Regions from separate parts of the Mus musculus genome. Here regions 1, 2 and 4 are each linked to region 3. A link is a contact called in public HiChIP or PLAC-seq data. All regions are on one chromosome and are shown on one strand. Each heading gives the region's core, a stretch centred on a gene start, on an enhancer-like site or on the middle of the called end of the contact. The rest is flanking DNA. Distances are from core to core; before and after follow the strand shown.

What was found. HiChIP or PLAC-seq counts read pairs in DNA pulled down with a chosen protein or histone mark.
Region 1: a contact with region 3 is called in an H3K27ac HiChIP or PLAC-seq map of microglia, with 6 times the contacts expected there. The contact joins the enhancer-like site here to the promoter of Egr2 in region 3. A contact is called at or near these places in 5 of 39 promoter capture datasets (the C10 cell line, embryonic stem cells, liver and 2 more), 2 of 15 datasets of contacts at CTCF or cohesin (CD8 T cells and large pre-B cells), 6 of 484 Hi-C or Micro-C datasets (bone marrow-derived dendritic cells, bone marrow-derived macrophages, centroblasts and 3 more), 22 of 115 datasets of contacts at active chromatin or transcription factors (CD8 T cells, DN3 thymocytes, the SCID.adh cell line and 16 more) and 4 of 9 other capture datasets (adipose tissue, embryonic stem cells, liver and 1 more).
Region 2: an H3K27ac HiChIP or PLAC-seq map of vascular smooth muscle cells shows a contact between it and region 3, with 5 times the contacts expected there. The contact joins the enhancer-like site here to the promoter of Egr2 in region 3. A contact is called at or near these places in 14 of 39 promoter capture datasets (the C10 cell line, the HPC-7 cell line, the SN4741 cell line and 10 more), 1 of 15 datasets of contacts at CTCF or cohesin (large pre-B cells), 19 of 484 Hi-C or Micro-C datasets (CD4 T cells, LSK cells, Sertoli cells and 10 more), 32 of 115 datasets of contacts at active chromatin or transcription factors (the NIH/3T3 cell line, SST interneurons, acute myeloid leukemia and 21 more) and 3 of 9 other capture datasets (adipose tissue, liver and pancreatic islet).
Region 4: a contact with region 3 is called in an HNF4G HiChIP or PLAC-seq map of pancreatic cancer cells. The contact joins the promoter of 4930543I11Rik here to the promoter of Egr2 in region 3. A contact is called at or near these places in 11 of 39 promoter capture datasets (the 3T3-L1 cell line, 3T3-L1-derived adipocytes, the C10 cell line and 6 more), 2 of 15 datasets of contacts at CTCF or cohesin (the NIH/3T3 cell line and large pre-B cells), 10 of 484 Hi-C or Micro-C datasets (B cells, the C3H10T1/2 cell line, Th1 cells and 5 more), 19 of 115 datasets of contacts at active chromatin or transcription factors (the NIH/3T3 cell line, acute myeloid leukemia, bone marrow-derived macrophages and 12 more) and 4 of 9 other capture datasets (adipose tissue, embryonic stem cells, liver and 1 more).

What each region holds. Positions count from the first base shown.
Region 1 is chr10:67,688,485-67,693,213 of GRCm38.p6, forward strand. No RefSeq gene overlaps it. Among named protein-coding and RNA genes, the nearest start is that of Gm32438, 3.0 kb to the right of the region's middle. Within about 2 kb of position 1,712, at least 21 of the 459 cell types and tissues checked have an H3K27ac peak or open chromatin away from gene starts, as enhancers often do. A contact at or near this core is called in adipose tissue, bone marrow-derived macrophages, macrophages and 1 more, where this site is marked.
Region 2 is chr10:67,744,732-67,749,470 of GRCm38.p6, forward strand. It overlaps Gm40681 (a long non-coding RNA gene), which reads right to left. Exons shown (of 3, transcript XR_871797.3): 3 at 4,421-4,507. Among named protein-coding and RNA genes, the nearest start is that of Gm40681, 31 kb to the right of the region's middle. Within about 2 kb of position 2,825, at least 29 of the 459 cell types and tissues checked have an H3K27ac peak or open chromatin away from gene starts, as enhancers often do. A contact at or near this core is called in the NIH/3T3 cell line, the SN4741 cell line, adipose tissue and 4 more, where this site is marked.
Region 3 is chr10:67,532,460-67,536,916 of GRCm38.p6, forward strand. It overlaps Egr2 (early growth response 2), which reads left to right and starts at 3,040. Exons shown (of 4, transcript NM_001373983.1): 1 at 3,040-3,071; 2 at 3,174-3,279. The coding sequence starts at 3,181. Gm32255 (a long non-coding RNA gene) reads right to left here and starts at 3,721. Exons shown (of 4, transcript XR_380523.3): 1 at 2,795-3,721.
Region 4 is chr10:67,783,156-67,787,348 of GRCm38.p6, forward strand. It overlaps 4930543I11Rik (a long non-coding RNA gene), which reads left to right and starts at 2,588. Exons shown (of 3, transcript XR_380531.4): 1 at 2,588-3,707.

The sequences.
Region 1 (4,729 bases), core at 462-2,961, 150 kb after region 3:
AAACAAAAACTTTCTGGCAGGGAATAGGAGCACTGCACAAATGGCTCAACAATTCAGAGCACAGGCTGCTCTTGCAGAGGACCAGCGCTCAATTCTCAGTGCTTATATGGCAGCTTTACAACTCTCTGAAACTCCAGTCCTGGTGGATCCAATGCCCTCTTTCTGGCCTTTATGGGCGCCAGGCATGCACATGGTAGCGGACATACATGCAGGCAAAACACCCATATACAGAAAAAAGAAATTGAAAAAAAGAAACCAGTTCTTGCTGAAGAAGACTCTTTTTGATCTTTTTCATGAGCTTGAGCTAGAGCTAAGGAATTCATCACCTCAGTCAAAGCTAGAAAACCTCACTAATATTGCATTTATATTCCTAGGTACCTAGTGGACCTTAGCAATAATAGCTGACCCTAGAGTATTCATTCTCAGAGCAATGATCACCTCCTGTATAGTCCAGGCGGTGTGATGGCATTAAAGACACTGAGACCTAATCTTCTCTTCAGAGTTCCCTCTGACTCGGCATGCATGCTATGACATGCAGAAAGCAGGTCCCTCTCAAGTCAATGGACAAAGAAAGGTATGGGTGCCTTTCTGAGGCATACTCCCTCTACCCAGAACTGACAACTTCTTCCTGACCCTCACAGTGTCTTACTTGAACAACTTACTTGAACACAGTTCTCAAGGACTGTCATTGTTTGAATATGCCTGGCCCGGGGAGTGGCACTATTTGGAGGCGTGGCCTTGTTGGAGTTGGTGTGTCATTGTGGGCGTGGGCTTTGAGACCCTCATCCTAACTCCCTGGAAGTCAGTATTCAGCTAGCAGCCTTCAGATGAAGATGTAGACCTCTCAGCTACTCCTGCACCAGGCCTGCCTGGATGCTGCCATGCTCCCAACTTGATGATAATGGACCTGTAAGGCAGCCCCAATGAAATGTTGTCCTTTATAAGACTTGACTTGGTCATGGTGTCTGTTCACAGAAGTAGAACCCTAACTAAGACAAGGACTAAAGCAGCTTTGACTGGTTTAGGCAACACAAAATCTTATCAATGATTAGTTTGCCAGCCTAACCCTCAGAAAGTCTAGCCAAGAGTGGTTGCAGTTCATACTCATGAGCTATCCAGTCTTTTAGAGATGGGGTGAGGGGCAGGTACCTAAGAGCCAATGATTGTTATCTTCCATAGTGCAGACAGTAGTTAAGTGGTCTCACCCAACCCAGGGGTCATGACCTTCTTCTAGACCTCTTTCAAACTGGGCAGAAGGTCCAGCCTTGTGATTTCTTTGAAAAAAAAAAAAAACCAAGTTTCAGTAGAATGTCTCCCCAGCTTCCTTCCTGCTTGCCCTTTGCCCAAGTCCTTGCCACTTGATCTGCTGGGGAAGATTCCTGTAAACTTGTGTCTTACTTAGACTCGGCTCTAGATGCTGGTTATGTTTCTGGCAATTATGGAAATACCTGAGTGTTGGAGGAAATAAGGCAGTGCAGCCAAAATAGCAGTCATCAAGCTGTCTGGAATGGTCACTAACCAGCGTGCCGTGGCCTTGAATCATGGGTAATATCGGCCCGCAAGGAGAAGCTCTTCCAGGGTTGACAGTCTGGAGAGAGTGCATACCACATAGGAGCTGCCCTGACTTCCAGCTTCAGCTGGAGGCCCTCTGTGTGTCTTGGTTTGTGGTCTCCCATCTCAAGAGCCTCAATGACTTGTCATATCAAAACACAGTGACACTGATTCTCTTGGGTTCCTCTTTCACGGGTAAGGACCCTTGTTATGACATTGGACTCATGGGATAAGCTCGAGTCATCTCCACATCTTAAGGTCAGCTGATGACTGCCTCAATTCTCTATTCCCTGCCGTGTTAGAGATCCAGGAGTCTGTGGCAGGAGCATCTTCGAGAGGATGCATTGGTGGGCTTGCCCACCCAGGCTCAGCCCACGCCCTTTGGGAATACGAATTTGCCTGTGTGCTGTGTGAACTGGGGAAAGCAAGAATTCCTAGGTGGCGGGCAACTGTCCAGATAGAAAATGAGAACTGGGAGCTCAACCTCAAAAAGAACAGAGGTTCAACGTTTAAAAAAAAAAAAATCAAGGCCAGCTGGGCGCTTGGCAAGTCACAGGAGAATGAGGGTACGGAATGGGAAAATTACCCCTGCCTTCTTCAGTAGCTCCTGGGCACGGCAGAGGACATTAAACACTGCTCAAACCTGTGACCCCTCCCAACTCATTACCAACTCATTTAATTCAGTTAAAAATACAACAGCACACCATTTTTTAAAAAAGAGTTTTAAAAATGAAACTAAAACCCATCTTGCGAAAATTTGGTGGGCCTGACATCTGAATGAGCTAGACGATTTCCAAAAGAAACTCTTTATTTATTTATTTTTTTATAAGTAGATACTATAGTTTATCTTGAAACTGGGTCTGGTAGCACCAGACTGTAATCCCAGCTACTCAGAAGACTGTGGAAGGAGGGTGTCTCTAGTTAAGGCCTTGTTTAGACTACAGAGCCAAGTTCAAGGACAGCTTGGACAATTTCACAAAACTGTCTCAAAACTGAAAGTGAAAAGGGGTTGCGGCATTGACTCCGTGGAGAGCTGATGCGATATGCAGAAGATTGTAAAACAAATACATTGGTAAAGGTTAAGTTTTAGGACTTACTGACATAATAAGACACTCAATAACCTTATCAAAGTGTACTCAAACCATCGAGGATAACCTTAAGGTTTCAGCAGAGACCCTCGGTATATAAATATATAGTCTATTATTAGACACAAAATTATTGTTAGCATAACTATCTAGATAAAATTTCAAACTCACTAGCAAGCAAAAATGAGGTGTTGAGGCTGGAAAGAAAGGTGGCTCAGTGGTTAAGAGCACTGACTGCTCTTCCAAAAGACCAGAGTTCAATTCCCAGCATCCATATGACAGCTCACAACTGTCTGAAGTTCCAGTTCCAGGGGATCCAACATCCTCACACAGACATACATGCAGGGAAAACACCAGGCCATGCAAAAAAGAAGAAAAAAATAGGAGATGGTGATTATCAAATGAGCACAGATACAATTTTTTAAAACAAGTTATTACTGTGTGAACTACAAACCTTCTGGAAGGGAATTTTGTAATACAGATCAAGAGTCCAGAAACTTTCTGCGCTTTATCTTATTGAGTTAAATGATTAAGGGTTCTTTGAAATCTTCTCCTGAACGGACGTCTTGAAGTGAACTCAAGAAATCTTCCAGCTTTGAATAGTAAGCACATACTTACTTTTAGACCCAGGAGGACATTATTTTGTCTGCTTACTTATTTCACCTTTTCATTATTTTGTACACCTGGTAGGGGTTGGATGTGGGCCACGGCTTGCATGGGGAGGTCAAAGGTCAATCTGAAGCAGTCAGCTTCTTGACTCCCATGGGCTCCAGGGGTCAAACCGATAACTCAGGCTATCAAGCTTTGTAGCCAGCAGCTTAATCTACCAGGCCATCTCACCAGCCCTATGAAACTATTGTTTCATTCCTATTGTAAGTATTTAGAATAGAATATTTGAATAAAAAAATGTAAACGTGTGATATTCTTCTAGAAGATGTGTGGCATAAAGTGACTTCATTGTCTTAACAGTGAATAAAACCCCACAGTGTGACAGCTCACCTCCATAAACACTTTGTCCCGTTAGAGTGGGCACTGATAAATTCCCACAATTCGTAGAAGTTGGTTATATGCTCGTCTTAGTCATTTATTTTTGTGCACCTTTGCATGTATTTGTGTGTGTGTGTGCATTAGCATTCTGGTGGGTGTGTGCCTATGTCCTAATGAAGCTTGTATGTGTTTATACACATGTGGAGTTTGGGGACAATCTCAAATGGCTCCTCAGGAACTGTCCATTTTGGCTTTTTCTGAGACAGGACCTTTCACTGGTCTGGAAAACAGCACCTAGAAAAGACTGGCTTTCTGGTGATCTGGTAAGATCCCCCTGTCTTCATCCCTCCAGTGTTGGGGTTACTAGCATACACATCACATACACATTACATATGTCTTCAGTATCCCCACCTTCTACCCAGGGGCCAAACTTAGGCCCTCTAGGTTGCAAGGCAAGCATTTTACTATCTATCTCTTCTGTCCCTTAAGTCATGTTTGACTTATAACAGCATCGTTAGGAAAAAGGGGGTATGCTTTGTCCACTGAGAAAACATGTTCAAAGTGTGTTTTTTTTTAATTAAAGGATCAGATAAAATTAAGAAACATCCCATTCCTTAGACCCTTTTCAGATGGTCAGAGTATTTTTAAGCCTCTGAAAAATCTTGCAGAAGATTATTTTAATTTATTTCAAACCAGACTTATTCAAAGTTGTGCCCATCAGAATTCTACCAACATTTAATCTCACGGCTCCACATTCATCAGATACTATAAGAAACCATGGCTTTCAGCAGACCCAACTTACTCTTCCATTTCAGCGAACAACTCTAGAGACCACAACTAGAAGGTGTGAGCCTGGCATTCGTCACTTCTCTGCAACCTTGGAAACATTGTTTCAGAGCAAGCGAACAATCCCTGACACTACTAATGATACTCTGTTATGCTTGCAGAGACAGGAGCCTAACCTGACTGTCCTCTGAGAGGCTCGACTTAGCAGCTGACTGAAACAGATACAGAGACCCACAGCCAAACGTTAAGCGGAGCTTGGGGACTCTTATGGAAGAGTTGGGGGAAGAATTAAGAGCCCCGAAGGGGATAGAAACTCCACA
Region 2 (4,739 bases), core at 1,575-4,074, 210 kb after region 3:
TGAGCATCACTTAAGAGACACACAACTACAGCTGTAGCAGTGTGGACTCTACTAGTTAAATGACCGAAGCCCAGGATAGCATTGCTTAGCTGGGCAGCTTAGATCTGAGATATCTGGATCTAGAGTGGATCCATGACCCTTACTTCAGTTCCCTCTAGATCGTCCAGGTCTGTATTTCTCTGATGGGTTCCACTGTTCTGGAACAATCCTTGCAGCATGACAAGGTGCTAAGGCTACCTCCTAGATTAGCAATGGCATCTCTAGAGTTTTCCTAGAATCCTGGAATGGTGTTCCATTGGCCTGGCTGGGTCACACTTCCAACTTCAAATTAGTCACTCTGGCCCTGGAGTAGAGCAATGCCCTAGTTGGCCAGGTCTGAGCTGTATATCCATTGTAAGTGAAGTGTAAGGGAGTGGAAAGGCTTCAGATAGACATGACGTCATGGTAATCAGACACAGGAATGGAGGCTGGGAAGAGTTCTAGACAAGCTGTATCTGCTCCAGGGGCGATTGCAGCCACTGACCTGGCAATTTACTATTTGTCCCGGGCTGTCACCAATACTTCTGTCATCTCTTCCACTCTAAGCTGTACAACAAGTACAGGTTGGCTCTTCAGGGGAAGAGTGCCTACTTAATGTGTATGGGATACTGAATTCAATTCCCAATATGCCCAAAGCAAAATAAGAACCATGGTGGGATATTCTAGGAAACAGCTAGGTGGCCAGGGAGGTGAGTGGGAAAAATCATTGAAAGCAATAATCGGGAAGAAAGGCACCCTGGATAGAAGTTAATTATATATAAAGAGGAATTAGCAACAAAGTCAAGATGAAGGAGAGCAAAGCCCCAATCAGAAGGTCTTAGAAGAGAGACTGTGCATCTTTTGGAGCTAAGTCCTTCATAAACAGCAATGTGGAAGATGCTTTAGTTGCTAAATTACACATACCTCAAGATAATTGTTAAAGACTAACAGGCCATAGGTAGTAGGCTTATTGTACCTAACTATCTTTCACCATGGGTCCTTGTAGCAAACAAAATTTCCCCCATAAGAAATCCTTTTCACAATGCCATCTTCCTGTAAGCATCCCTAAAAGTTCATCCTCTACCTAATGAATTCATAACATTCTAATTATTTTCTTCCTGTGTTCTAGGCTGACAGAGTCTATGATGTGGATATCATAAGAGGAAGTTGGGGGCCATCTCCTGCCTTGAGACACTGTTCACTTGGCAATGTCATTCATTGTGCCTTCAAACAACTGCCTTACCCAAGGGTCAATGACGTGTACAGGTATGTAAATCCCTAAGACAAGGGTGTCATGAAACCAGCTACTCTGGCTTTGAACCCTATATTTTACATGCAATGTGCTCTGTCAATAGAATAATCTGCTATGCTATACGGAGTGTTGGGAAGACTTGGCATAGAAGACTTGTTCATCTACGGAAATGAGAATGTTCTCAGAGATTTATTCTTCACTTAGGAGTCAATGAAATATGACAGCTGATACACTATAGGCTCTGCTCAAGGCTCAGTCTCTCTGTGCAAAACAATTGGATATCGGTGGATAGAGCTGGTTAGTTGAGCCATCTGGTATTTTACTTGAAGAGCATCCAGATCTTGTTGGCCAAAGTCCATGTGAGTCTCATAACTGAGCTGATTGGGCCAAGCCAATTGCTCAGTTTCAGTGTAAGCAGAGTATACATGCTCTCTGTCTTTTTTTATTTCTCTTCTAAAATCATATACCGTGAGTATAGCATAGAGTTTGTGTAGAGTTACATGTGTGTGAGCATGTGGGTATGTGCACACACCTGGGTATGCATACAAATGTGTATGTGTGTGTGTGTGTGTGTGTGTGTGTGTGTGTGCTCGGCTATGGAGACCAGAGAAACATGTCTGGTGTCATTCCCCAGAGGACACTCTTACTTTTGTTGTTGTTCCTTTTTTTTAAGCCAGGGATCTCTGACTGGCCCCCTGCTTACCACTTAGGTTAGACTGTCTGGCAAGTGAGATACAGGGACCTGCCTGCCTCTTGCATCCCCTGGGCTAGCATTACAAGCACCCCTATACTTGCCGCCTTCTTCTTCTTCTTCTTCTTCTTCTTCTTCTTCTTCTTCTTCTTCTTCTTCTTCTTCTTCTTCTTCTTCTTCTTCTTCTTCTTCTTCTTCTTCTTCTTCTTCTCCTCTTCTCCTTCTCCTTCTCTTTCTCCTCCTCCCCCTCCTCTTTCTTCCTCTTCCTTTTCCTCTTCCTCTCCTCCTCCTCCTCCTTCTAATTAATGTGGGGTTTGAGGATCAAACTCAGGTCCCTGTACTTTCAATGTAAACACTTTGCTAACTAGGTCTTCTCCCTACCCCTCCCATATACTTTAATGTAATGAATTTCCAAAGAGAAAGAATGCATATTTCAAATGAAGAAGGTTTCTTCAGTGAGTAGGGGGTGTTCTTAGGAAAGCAGTTGGATCTGATAAATTTGCCACATAGATGCAGAATAAATAAAGTCACCTTACATTTCTAGACTTTATAAATATGTTTTCAAACCATTTGAAATGTAGTCATTCTCTCTGTAAACTACCCGCCCCCCAGTCAGTCAGGGCTGATACCTACGTCATGCACACCCTACTGGGGCAGACTCTCCCATAATGAACACTAATAGAGACACTCTTTGCCTTTGTTGAGCAAAGCAGTCATTTGGTTTATTAAAGCTTTCCTTTATTTTTTTTCTTTTATATTTTGAAGGGTGGTGCAGACCAGATTTCAAAACATGGCTCAAGGAGGCAAGAAACCATTCCCTCAAGTGTTTATGAAGTGAATCACAAATTCATTCAGCATGACTTCTTACCCAGAGAAATGAAGGCAGGATGGCAACAAGCTGAGTCTCCAAGCCTTCAACCTTAGGATCTCCTTGGGAAAGGGTCACAAGGGCAATTATTTTCAGCTGTCCCTGCCTTGCTTCCGCTGGCCATGGAAATCTCCAGGCAGGAGGAAGGCAGCCTCTGCCTAGACCGTAGACTGGCCTAGACAGGGCTTGGAAAGTCGGGATACAGTTTTCCTGAAGCTTCTTAATTTCCCCCATCCCTCCCTGATTGAAAACACCACTTATCCCATTACAGCATGTGGAAAGAGAGGGGAGAGAAGCAGGCGGATCTGAACTCGGGATAAAAATGACTTTATGGGGTTATTATTCTCATCCATAACAGATGACCATTTTCATGTCATTTAGCTGATTCCCCTACAGGCTCACTTGGAGAAATACAAAGTGCAGTCATCATGCTATTTATCTTGAGCCCCCCCCCCCCCCCGACGAGACCCGTGTACCTCCATGTAATGACTGGAGAGCTGTCGCTTGAGTCTTTTCTTGGAAATGTCTGGCCATTTGCTAGAGACCAGTTACCCATTATTTCATCGGCTGCATGTGAAGAATTCCCCTCTCTCACTTACACTGTGGTGAGTTCTAAAGCTTCAGACTTCCTCCAGTGTCTGGGCACTGTCTGGAGACATGGGTTCTAAGGAAATCTGTGGATTCATGCTATTCCTCTTTTTTCAGGTGACAGCTGCTTCTTGCCCGGCAAAGCTTCAGCACGAGCTCCTAAGTACCCCCAGCCATCTTGGATTGGGAGCACTTGGTGAAATTTGAAGATGACCTGTCATTCAAAGGGCACATAAGCACAACAGGTTTTGAATGAAAGAAGATGCTAGAGTAGCAAAAGCTTTGAGCAGGCTGCAGCACCCTAGTCGCTGACATCAGCAATCTGCTTATTATTATATTACTATGCAGCTGGATCTCCATCTGTGGCACTGCTGGCTAAGTATCATTTCCACTTTATGTAAAGAACATGGATTCGGTGCTGTGTCTCCTGAGCTAATGAGTCAGATTTCGAATGAGTCTCTTAGCCGTGTCTATATAGGAACGAGGTGAGTCCAGGCTACGGACCAACTTCCAGGGACTTGGATAAAAGAAAAAAAAATAACTTGACTCACTCTCAGTGTAATCTGGTCAGAAAAGAACCAGAGAGTAAGTCAGAGAATGGGGAACAGTGTATGTTCTCATGGGTTCGCACAATGCACACCCTCTAGTGATTTTCAGAACTGGATTCCTGAGGAACTTCTGACATGAGGCTAGAAAGGGGAAGAAGCATGGGGCCTGTAAGCCCTGGGATGTCCTCAGTGGAGTATCGCAAACTAAACCAAAGAAATCCAAGGCTGCTTCATCAAAATAGGTTGAGGCTGTCTAAGGAAAATCATTAGCTCCTAACAAGTCACATAAGTATACGTGGACAGAAAGTATCTAATACAAATATAGCTGTAGCACAGAGTGTTTACATAATAGGCCATCATCAACTTCCTCTTGATTTTATAAATGAGGGAGGAATCATGACAAATGGATACTTTATTTCTGTTGATAACAGCAGGTCATACATTACCATAGGGTACCTTTTGTTTTTCTGTTTTAGTAGGCAGGTACAAATAAACGAGGAACATGGGTAATTCCCAAGGACAGTATCTAAATGCCACCATACCTGGAGAACAAGAAAGGCCAATCAGAATCAACAAAACAGTCTCTAGGTCCTTAGGTCCCCTGTCACAGAAGAAAATATCAAGAGAAAGGAGCCCATCGCAGCATGTTCTATAGGGACACATCAGCCCTGAGTTCCAGAAAGGAGAAATGACCACATTCCAGGCTTCTCTATGGGGATGTATCTTCTCAGTGTGTCCTAAAATCCCACGTCACAGCCCATGTTCAAAGTGGTA
Region 3 (4,457 bases), core at 1,790-4,289:
TTCACTTTCCAGATGAAGGAACCAGGGCAGAGCAGCTATGAAATGTGGTGAAGGTACACACAGCCAGGAGTGGCAACGTTGGGATTTGAATGGAAAACCAGAACCCACCGTCTTAACCCTAACAAATGGTGACCACCTTGGTGAGATTATTGAGATGAAACCCCAAATGTCTGTACTTAGATGTTATGAGACAATTGCTTTGGCAGAGATGCCCTGCCTGACCCTTTTGTGAACATGAAACCAAAAGTTTCGCGAATTCGACATTAGTCGGAAGAGAAAAAAGAATTATTTCCCACAACCTGGCAATATAAACAGGCTAGTAAAATAGACATGGGTGGGTTTCCCAGTTGTAATGACCTTCATTTCTCATGTGATCATACATAATACACTCAATACAGAAGCTCAAAGCAAATTTGGAAAGGAGGCGTTGGTTTTAAGCTCTTATCACCAGACTTAACATCTGTTGAATTGGGCCTGGGTTGAAGTAATCGTGCAAATAGTTAACAGCCATTTGCCTGCTCATCTGGTTTTCAAAAGCCAGGTTTAGTAAAGTGATCTGTACGTTTGACAGGATGTCTCTCTGCTGCCCTGACGCATGCTTTCATTTTATACGGGACAAAGCTCACACTCTCGTTTTCTTATTGACCGCCGAGGAATGTACTTCATTCCAGGATTGAAGCCTTTTAGGATGCTCACAAGACCGTTGCCTGTATTTGCTCTCCTTGGCCCCAATGCCAGGCATGGAAGATGATCTGGAAATCTCTACCCACACTGGACTTTCTCTTCACAAATGTACCTTGCTTTCTCCTGCCCCAAGGCCCGTCCTATACCTACATTCTCCCCGAAACCTTCTTTCCAGAGATCATACCCCCCCACCCCCAATCCTTGCATGTCCTTCAGATCTGTGACAGGTGAGGTCCTCAGCTGGATATTTTGTTTTGTTGGGAGCAAACACAGCCACCGTGATGGTGCCTTTGAGTGATGTGCTGGACAAACTCGGTGGGATTCGGAGCTGGACCTGGGTCTAGGTACCATCATATCCCTCAGAGTGTAGCACATGCTGGAATCACGGTTGATCATCAAGAAATAGTTTTAAGACTCTGCCCATCCACTGCTTGAACCAGTACTGATACATCTCTGAAATATGGTCCTAAGGGTCTTGTCCATATTATCTATGCCACTGGGATGTCATTAACTTTGGCTCCACAGCTCTGTCAGGCATAGCATGAGCTCAGCTAAAACCCATAGGTCCTCAAGTTTGTCCTGAGATACTAGGTGTGGGGAGCTATTTGTCAGTTAGCATTTGTCTGGTTTTTAAAGGCCACGTGCTTTGTGCCATCAGAATTGCAGATCTGGTCCTTGCTTGCGTCTATGGTTAAGGGGGATGCTAACCTTGGCTGCATCTCCCATTCTCCACCAGCAGTCGCAGGTGGGAGGAAAATGACATCACATGTGAAGATATCCAAACACGTTTCTTGGCACATCAAAATGCATGTGGTAAATCATTTGACGTGTCTCTTGAGTAACCATCATCCTGTTAACACACTTTGTAGAACAGCTACGAGACCGACCGAAAGAAAGTCCAAAACCACCCTGACAAGGCATTCCTTAGGACCTTCTAGCCATCTCCCAACTGCCCACAGTGCTACTTTACCCTCATCCCAGGCAGCCTGCATCAAAGGAATCTCCTGGGTTTTTTTTGACCTCCTCTGGAAAAAGCAAATGAGTCTGGCAGCAAATTGTTCCTGACTTGATATCTTTTGGAGTGTCTTATTCACATGTAGTGACAACTCTCTCTCTCTCTCTCTCTCTCTCTCTCTCTCTCTCTCTCTCTCTCTCTCGTCATTTGTTTGTTGCATTTTTATCTAAACACTAACAGTTCAAATGCTCCAAAGTAGGGAATCCTGGTCTCACCTTGGTATTCCACTCCCACATCTCAGGGTTCTTCCTCTCCGTAGAACAGAATCACACCCCCTGCCTTCCTCTTACCCCTCCTTGCCTCCAGGAAGGATACCATGGGGTTGGGTTCTCTTAAGACAGCAGCATTAATATGCTTGGTCATTCCTTCCCTGGAACAGGTCTGCAGAGTCGCTACATTGGAATTCTCCCTCTCCCTGAAGGGGTCTGTCTGTAACAGCCCCCTCTCTCTTGCCTTGTAGCCACCCTCTACTACCACCTCAGCTTCACTTTCCTCTGAAATGCCAAAGCAAGATGAAATTGATGAAGTCGGCGTGTTCTTCCCTAATGGGGTGAGCCAGGCTTTCTGAGCACCCCGCATAGTGACCAGGGCAAGGGACTTGGATCCTGAAGACCGGGCAGCAGATTTGAACTGGACCACCAATCACCAGCTGCGAGACTTTAGGCAAGTTCTTTTAGCTTTCCTGAACTTATCTGTCTAAGCTCGCTGGGGCTGGCTTGAAATATGTGCTCTTGATTTTGTTCCATTATCTACGCTGACTACATTTAAAGGTTTGTACTTTTTTTTTAAAGGGGGGAGGAAGAAAGTGGGGTATGGGGGGGTAAGTAAGGCTATCAAAGACTGGTTCTCCTCCGATGTTCTGGAAAGGCTGAGAGAGGGACTGGCCCCGGGCATCCTTCAGAGCCTGGCCTGCCTCGGGGCAGCTAGCCTCTATTAGCACCTGCCTCCCCTCCCCCATGTTTAGCCATAGCTGGGTCCAGCGAAGCTCTTAAGGGTAGGTGAGAGAGTTCTTGGAAGGCTCAGCTTCCACAGGGTTCCCCCCCACCCCTCTCCCCCTTTCTAGACTCCTTGATGGTATGGAACCACTTCTCTTACCCCCACTGTCCTCCTCTGCGAAGGTTGGTAGCGGCAATCCGCCAGCTTCCCGCGCTCCAGTCAGTTCTACCATCATCGGGCGTCTTGCCCTGGGCTGGCTTCCCTGCTCCCCATTCTCTCCGCCGCCCGGGAGCTCCCCCTCGGGGCGGCGCGAGGCGGCAGCCTGCGGGGTTGGCGACAGCGCGGGGGAGAGGGGCGGCTGCTGCAATCCTCCCGCCCACGTGCACCGACGGCAGCGAAGCGCCAGCAGTCGCCAGGGCCCGCGCCTCCCGCGCGGGTGGGTGCTTCACCTCTGGGGCTGGTGGGGGACCCGTAACCTGAGTCCCACCGCCGGGACCTCTATTTGCATAACCCGACCCCCCATTTCTTCCCTACCCAGGCTGGAGATGAGAGTCGGGCTCCCCACCGAGGCGTCGTCTTGCCTGTGGTCAGCGCGGGGGCCGCGGGACTGGCCGGAGCGCAGGCGGAGCGGGCTGGCGCACGTGGTAAGAGCACCACTATTTCTTCCTTTTCTCCCCCCTCTCCCTTCGAAACAGGGCTTTGCAGGGTTTTTAAGAGGGTGGGATACCCACAGAGGTTTCGCTGAGCGTTCTCTCCTGTCCCCTTTGAATTTGATCCCCAATTGGAAAGGAGATCGCGCGCAGAGCACGATCGAGAAACTTTCCCAGATAATGCTTTTGGGCGTTTGAAGTAATGGCGAGGACCATTCCCGGGAGAACAACTTTCACGGTTGGCACGAGGAGAACAGCGCTGCTCAGAGAGCGGCGACAAGCCGGCTCCTGGTGGCACTGGGGCTCCCCTGACCACCGTACTCCAATAGGGCAGGAGCCGGCGCGCTGCGGCCGCGGGCATCGCAGGTGATGGGCGGGAGAGCGCCTGCAGCGCCGCGCTCCCTCCACGGCGTGGCGCCGTGGCTCCTGCCCGCTGGGGATCCTCGCTGCTCCGGGTAGCGTGGGTCAAGAAAGAGAACAGCCTAGCCCGGTCTGAATCCCTTTTCTGCGGGACTTTGAAGCTGAGAAGGGCAGGGCAGTTTCCCAGCTTGCGTCTGCTATCCCAGGCTACGTAGATCCCGGAGCCTCGGGCTTGGGTACCCTGCAGTAGCCAGAGCGCATCGGAAGAGGGCTGGGCGCGTGGGGAAGGTGGGAACCGAGTGTCCGGAGGGCCAGCAGTTTTAGCTCTCTTAAAAGTTTTTGGTCATTTAGCAGGAAGCTTTCTCCTGGAAGGGCTTGTTTATTTATTGACTTATTTATTTGCCGGGGAAAACACGTGTGGGGGCCATGGCTACCAGAAACTGTGCCATTTGTTGTCACTCAGCGCAGAGGAAGCTCTAAGCAAGGGCGTGGGGGGGGGGCTATTCCTGGGGTAGACCTTAGGCGCGGGTGGTAGGATGCACCCCTCCCCGTGGGGGGGGTGCGGGGGGTTGGTGAGTTGTGAAGATGAAGGCAGTGTCTTCCTAGGATATCCTGACTGTCGCCAGGCAGGCAGGCGCACACACGCGCGCTGTCAAGAGGGAGGAGGTGTGTAGTGTGTAGCGTAAGGTGTGTTGAGTGGGTTTGTAAGAGGGCAGCGGAGGAGGGAGAGTGTGTAGCGGAAGTGGAGCGAGCGTGGTGTGTGTGTGTGTGTGTGTGTGTGTGTGTGTGTGTGTGTATGCGCATCGGGCAGG
Region 4 (4,193 bases), core at 1,338-3,837, 250 kb after region 3:
CTTTTTTGCTGTCTTCCTGGAGGTCTGAGGACTTGAACGGACGTTGGAGCTTTTTCTATGTCAAGTTCTTTGAGGCTTTATTCATTTATACAATTGTGTTGTTTCTGGCTGATGACATGATTTCCAGCATCAATGTATTCTTAAAAGGAATTAGTTTACTAATTCCTTTGCCATAGTCCCAGGGTGGGGCTCAAGAGATGACTCTGTGGCCAAAAACACAGGCTTCACAAGCCTGATTGATCTGGGTTCAATCCCTAGAAGCTACTTAAAGGTGGGCAAATGCCACAAAGCTGTCCCCTGGCCTCCACGTGTATGCCCTGCATAATAATAAATAATGGTAATTAAAAATATGAACTCTAATAGTTGACCCAGAATTAGTAGTGGCAGAGGAGGAGCAGAATTTTCTCCACTCTCTCTGAACGGTGGAAAATTCCTTTTCTAGACTCAAGAGGCAGAAATCTGGAGTTTCTTCTGGACCCCTTCCTGATCCAGCTGGTGTGCACTTCCTGTTTGTGGCTGTGCAAATCCATATCTGTAGCTGTCTTTTGGCCCATGCTGATGGCACTTGCAGGGAAGCATCTAACCCAGGTCCTCACTAGCAAGCTGATGGTAACAGGATGGACTTGCTGATAAGAAAACCTCCCTCGAGATAGAACGCATGGCTTCAGGCACTCGGGAGAACTGTTCCCTTGAGCTGTCCACCAACAGGACTTTTCACAATCCTTTCAGGCACAAACATGACAAGCTCTCTGGCTACCGAGGATGTACGCTCAGGGCTCAGTGTCCATGAGGATCAAATCACAATTGAAGGGTGATGTGTATGTGTGATGTTGGGCACTTTCCTCCTTTAATATTGTTTGGCTCTCTTCATCTTCTTCCTTCCTTGGTGCTTTGGTAAGAAATGTCCCAAATAGTCAGTTGGTAAAGTGTTTTCTGCCTCAGTATAAGGCCCTGAGTTCAGACCCCCAAGACCCATGTAAAAATATGTGGGGCAAGATGGCTGCATTTATCAACCTAACTGTGACAAGGGTACAGGAACACTCCTGGAGCTTTCTGATCAGATCATTTCACCAAATTGATGAGCTCCAGGTACAGTGGCAGACCCTGTCCTAAAGAATCAAGATGGAGAACTGTGGAAAAAGACATCCAGTATTCATCCCTGGACACTACATGTCTACACCACATGTGCACACACATGAACAGGTACACATACACAAGCAACAGACACACACCTCTCTACACACACACAGAGGGAGAAGAAAAGTCAGAAGTAGACTAAATAAATCAGTGTTGTCTGTTTCACCTAAGAGTGATCCATCTGTTGCCTTCAGCCTCAAGGTGTCTTGTGGAAAATGAGGTTCTGGGTATGAAGTTCAAGACCTTGCCCAGGCTCTTTCAAGACAGAGAGCACTCTACCGCCAAGCTCCATCTCCATCCCTCGAATTCCTTAAAGTATCATTTTGCAAACACTTAAAACCTCAGGTCATACATTAAGAATACATTCCATCATCATAATTTCATGAAGATACCTTGAGAGACTCCAGTATCATCATATCACAGATGAAAATACAGATTGGGGGTGTTGTAGTTTATGTGAACCTTCAGGAATACTACGGTAAGCAAAATGGTGGGAGCCCTGCCCCCGAGGACGCCCTCATGCTGAAACCTGTGCATGTTTAATGCAAAAGGACTTTGGAGGGTGTTATTAATGGCAAAGTGTAAGGTGTTCTGGGTTATCCAAGTAAGTTCAAGATAATCACAGGGCTCTTTTCAGAAGGAAAAAGGAGGGCGAGAGCCAGTGTAAGAGGCAATACTACAGACTCACAGTCAGAGATCTGGAGGCTACATTGTTTTGGAAATATATACCATTGTCCAAGCTATACTTAAACCTCTATAAGCTGGGAGAGATGAGAAACAGGCATTTCTTCCAACATGAAGAAAGACACAGTACCTTCCTGCACCCCCAGTACCTTCATTTGAGCATGCTATGACCTGTTTTGGATTTCTGTGCCCCAGAGCTGAAGACACTAAATTTGCATTGTTTTACAGGTGATGCAGGGCTGACTAAGGCCAAAGGATGGTAGGTGTAATCCTGATCAGGAGAGGAGAGCAATTAAGACAGGTGAAATGGTGAGAAATGATGTTTCCATGGCCTCCTTTTTCTCAGACCAATATCCTGTTAACTGTTGCTCTGATCGCTCCTCTTTTTCTTAAGCAACAATCATCTCCCCATTAGAATTCCATAGACACAGGAATGAAGTCATTTTACTGCACGTTTATTTAATCATTGAAGGTGTGTGTAAGGAAGTGGGCAAGTGGAACTCAGAGGTCAGTTTTCTCCTCCCATCTTGTGAGTCTTTGAGAAGTGAACTCATTAGTGTTGACATCAAGTGTCTTTACCCACTGGGCCATCCTGCCAGCCTCCATTAGTCCTTCTTAATCATGGAATTCTGGCTTCTACCCCATTTAATGGGACTACTTGACAGTGTGCTGCATAGTAACTCTCTTAGTCACAGGTTGCTCTGACTGTTACTTAGGAACACCATGGAATCGTACCCACTGGAAGTACTCCAAGCTCCAAACTCCAAATTCTGAGTCATCTGCTTGGGTTATAAAGTCAACAGTCACAGACTGGCCTTGCATCACTGGACCCAAACCTTTGACCTAACTTTCCCGTCTAAGGTGAAGAGAAAATGACAAAGCAGTTAGCTTTAACCCAGCTTATCTGTTTGGCATTGCTGCAAGAGAGCACTTGAGACTTGGTTACTTAACATAAAGAGAACAGCACTTGGCTCAGAGCTCCAGGAGTCCGAGACATACACGACTGAAGTGTCCCTTCAAGCTAGGTCCTTCTGCTTTTTAAAACATTGCAGGATACAATACATCATGAGAGGACACACCTAAGAGAGGAGGAGAACTAAGCCTGGTTCGTAACAAACCCACTGTCATGCTAACGAATCCACTCCCAGGATGGCGAGTCTACTTGTGAGCAAAGAATCCTTATGACCTGGCTATCGGTTAGCCACTTGGTGAAGATCCTGCCAACTAAAATCTAACAGGGAAGCTTAAGATTCCAGTAAAGAGCAGGGAGTAGAGTGTTTCTGAACAGCACAGAGCTATGAGGCAGAGGTACCTATCAACAGAATTAGAGAGCGATCCAGGCAGACACTAGAAGATAAACTCGTTTATCTTCTCACATCTGCCAAGTCATGAAGGGCAGCTGTGTGGCATATCTTCTGTCCAACTTGCTTCCCAATGGCTCGTTCTGCCTTGAGTATAGCAGCTATAAGAGATGGGGGCAATGGTGGAACTAGAGGAAACTCCAAGTGCGAGTGGTTCTATTGGCATTAAGAAAGTGACACCAGATTTTTCTTCATACAGAGGACAGTGGGTCACCAAGTGCTGTAGACCCAGTGAGAAGATCACTGTTGACTCCATAGGAATTCTCGACATGGCTTCTACCTTTTGAGTGTGCAATGCTTTTTGTGTTAAATCATCTTTTTTTCCTACTTTAGGAAATAGAACCAGATTATAACTCACTCCACAGAATTCATATTGCTTCTGCTTGCACCCCCCCCCCTTGCACTTTTAGCATTAAAACTCCTAGGAATTAGGACACAACTCTTCCTGACCCAAATATGAGTGGTTTGGTTTCTGACAGTGGACAGAAGTTTAACAGGAAGAGGACGAGCAAAAACAGAAGGCAGGTTGGTTCCAAGAAGAAAGGCTTAATGAACGGGGTGCTCTTAGAACTGACTTTCAATGTGACAAGGATTTTCTTCAAGCTCCTCCCCCCACTTCAATGCCCCCATCACTCTTGATTCTCTCTGTGCCTTTAGTTTGCATTACTGTACAGCGTTTACAGTGTGCCATGCCCACTCTACATATTTTATGTAAAGATAGCCCCTAACTTAATAATGGGTAGGCCCACAATTTTCCCACTTCCCGAAGGAAGAGAAACACTACATCATTAAGCTATGACTTCTGCTTTTTCATGTAAAAGACACATTTTCAATTTAGAAGCTTGATAGGAAGAGAGCCCCCATTTTAACCTGGGGTATGAAGCCATAAATAATCCCATAGAATGTATACTGTTATTTTGCATGTTTTAAAAGTTATTACACCATACCACACTGGTCACAATGTCAAGTTAAAGGTAAAGTCACCATTGCAACCCTGGCATTCTGGCTTCA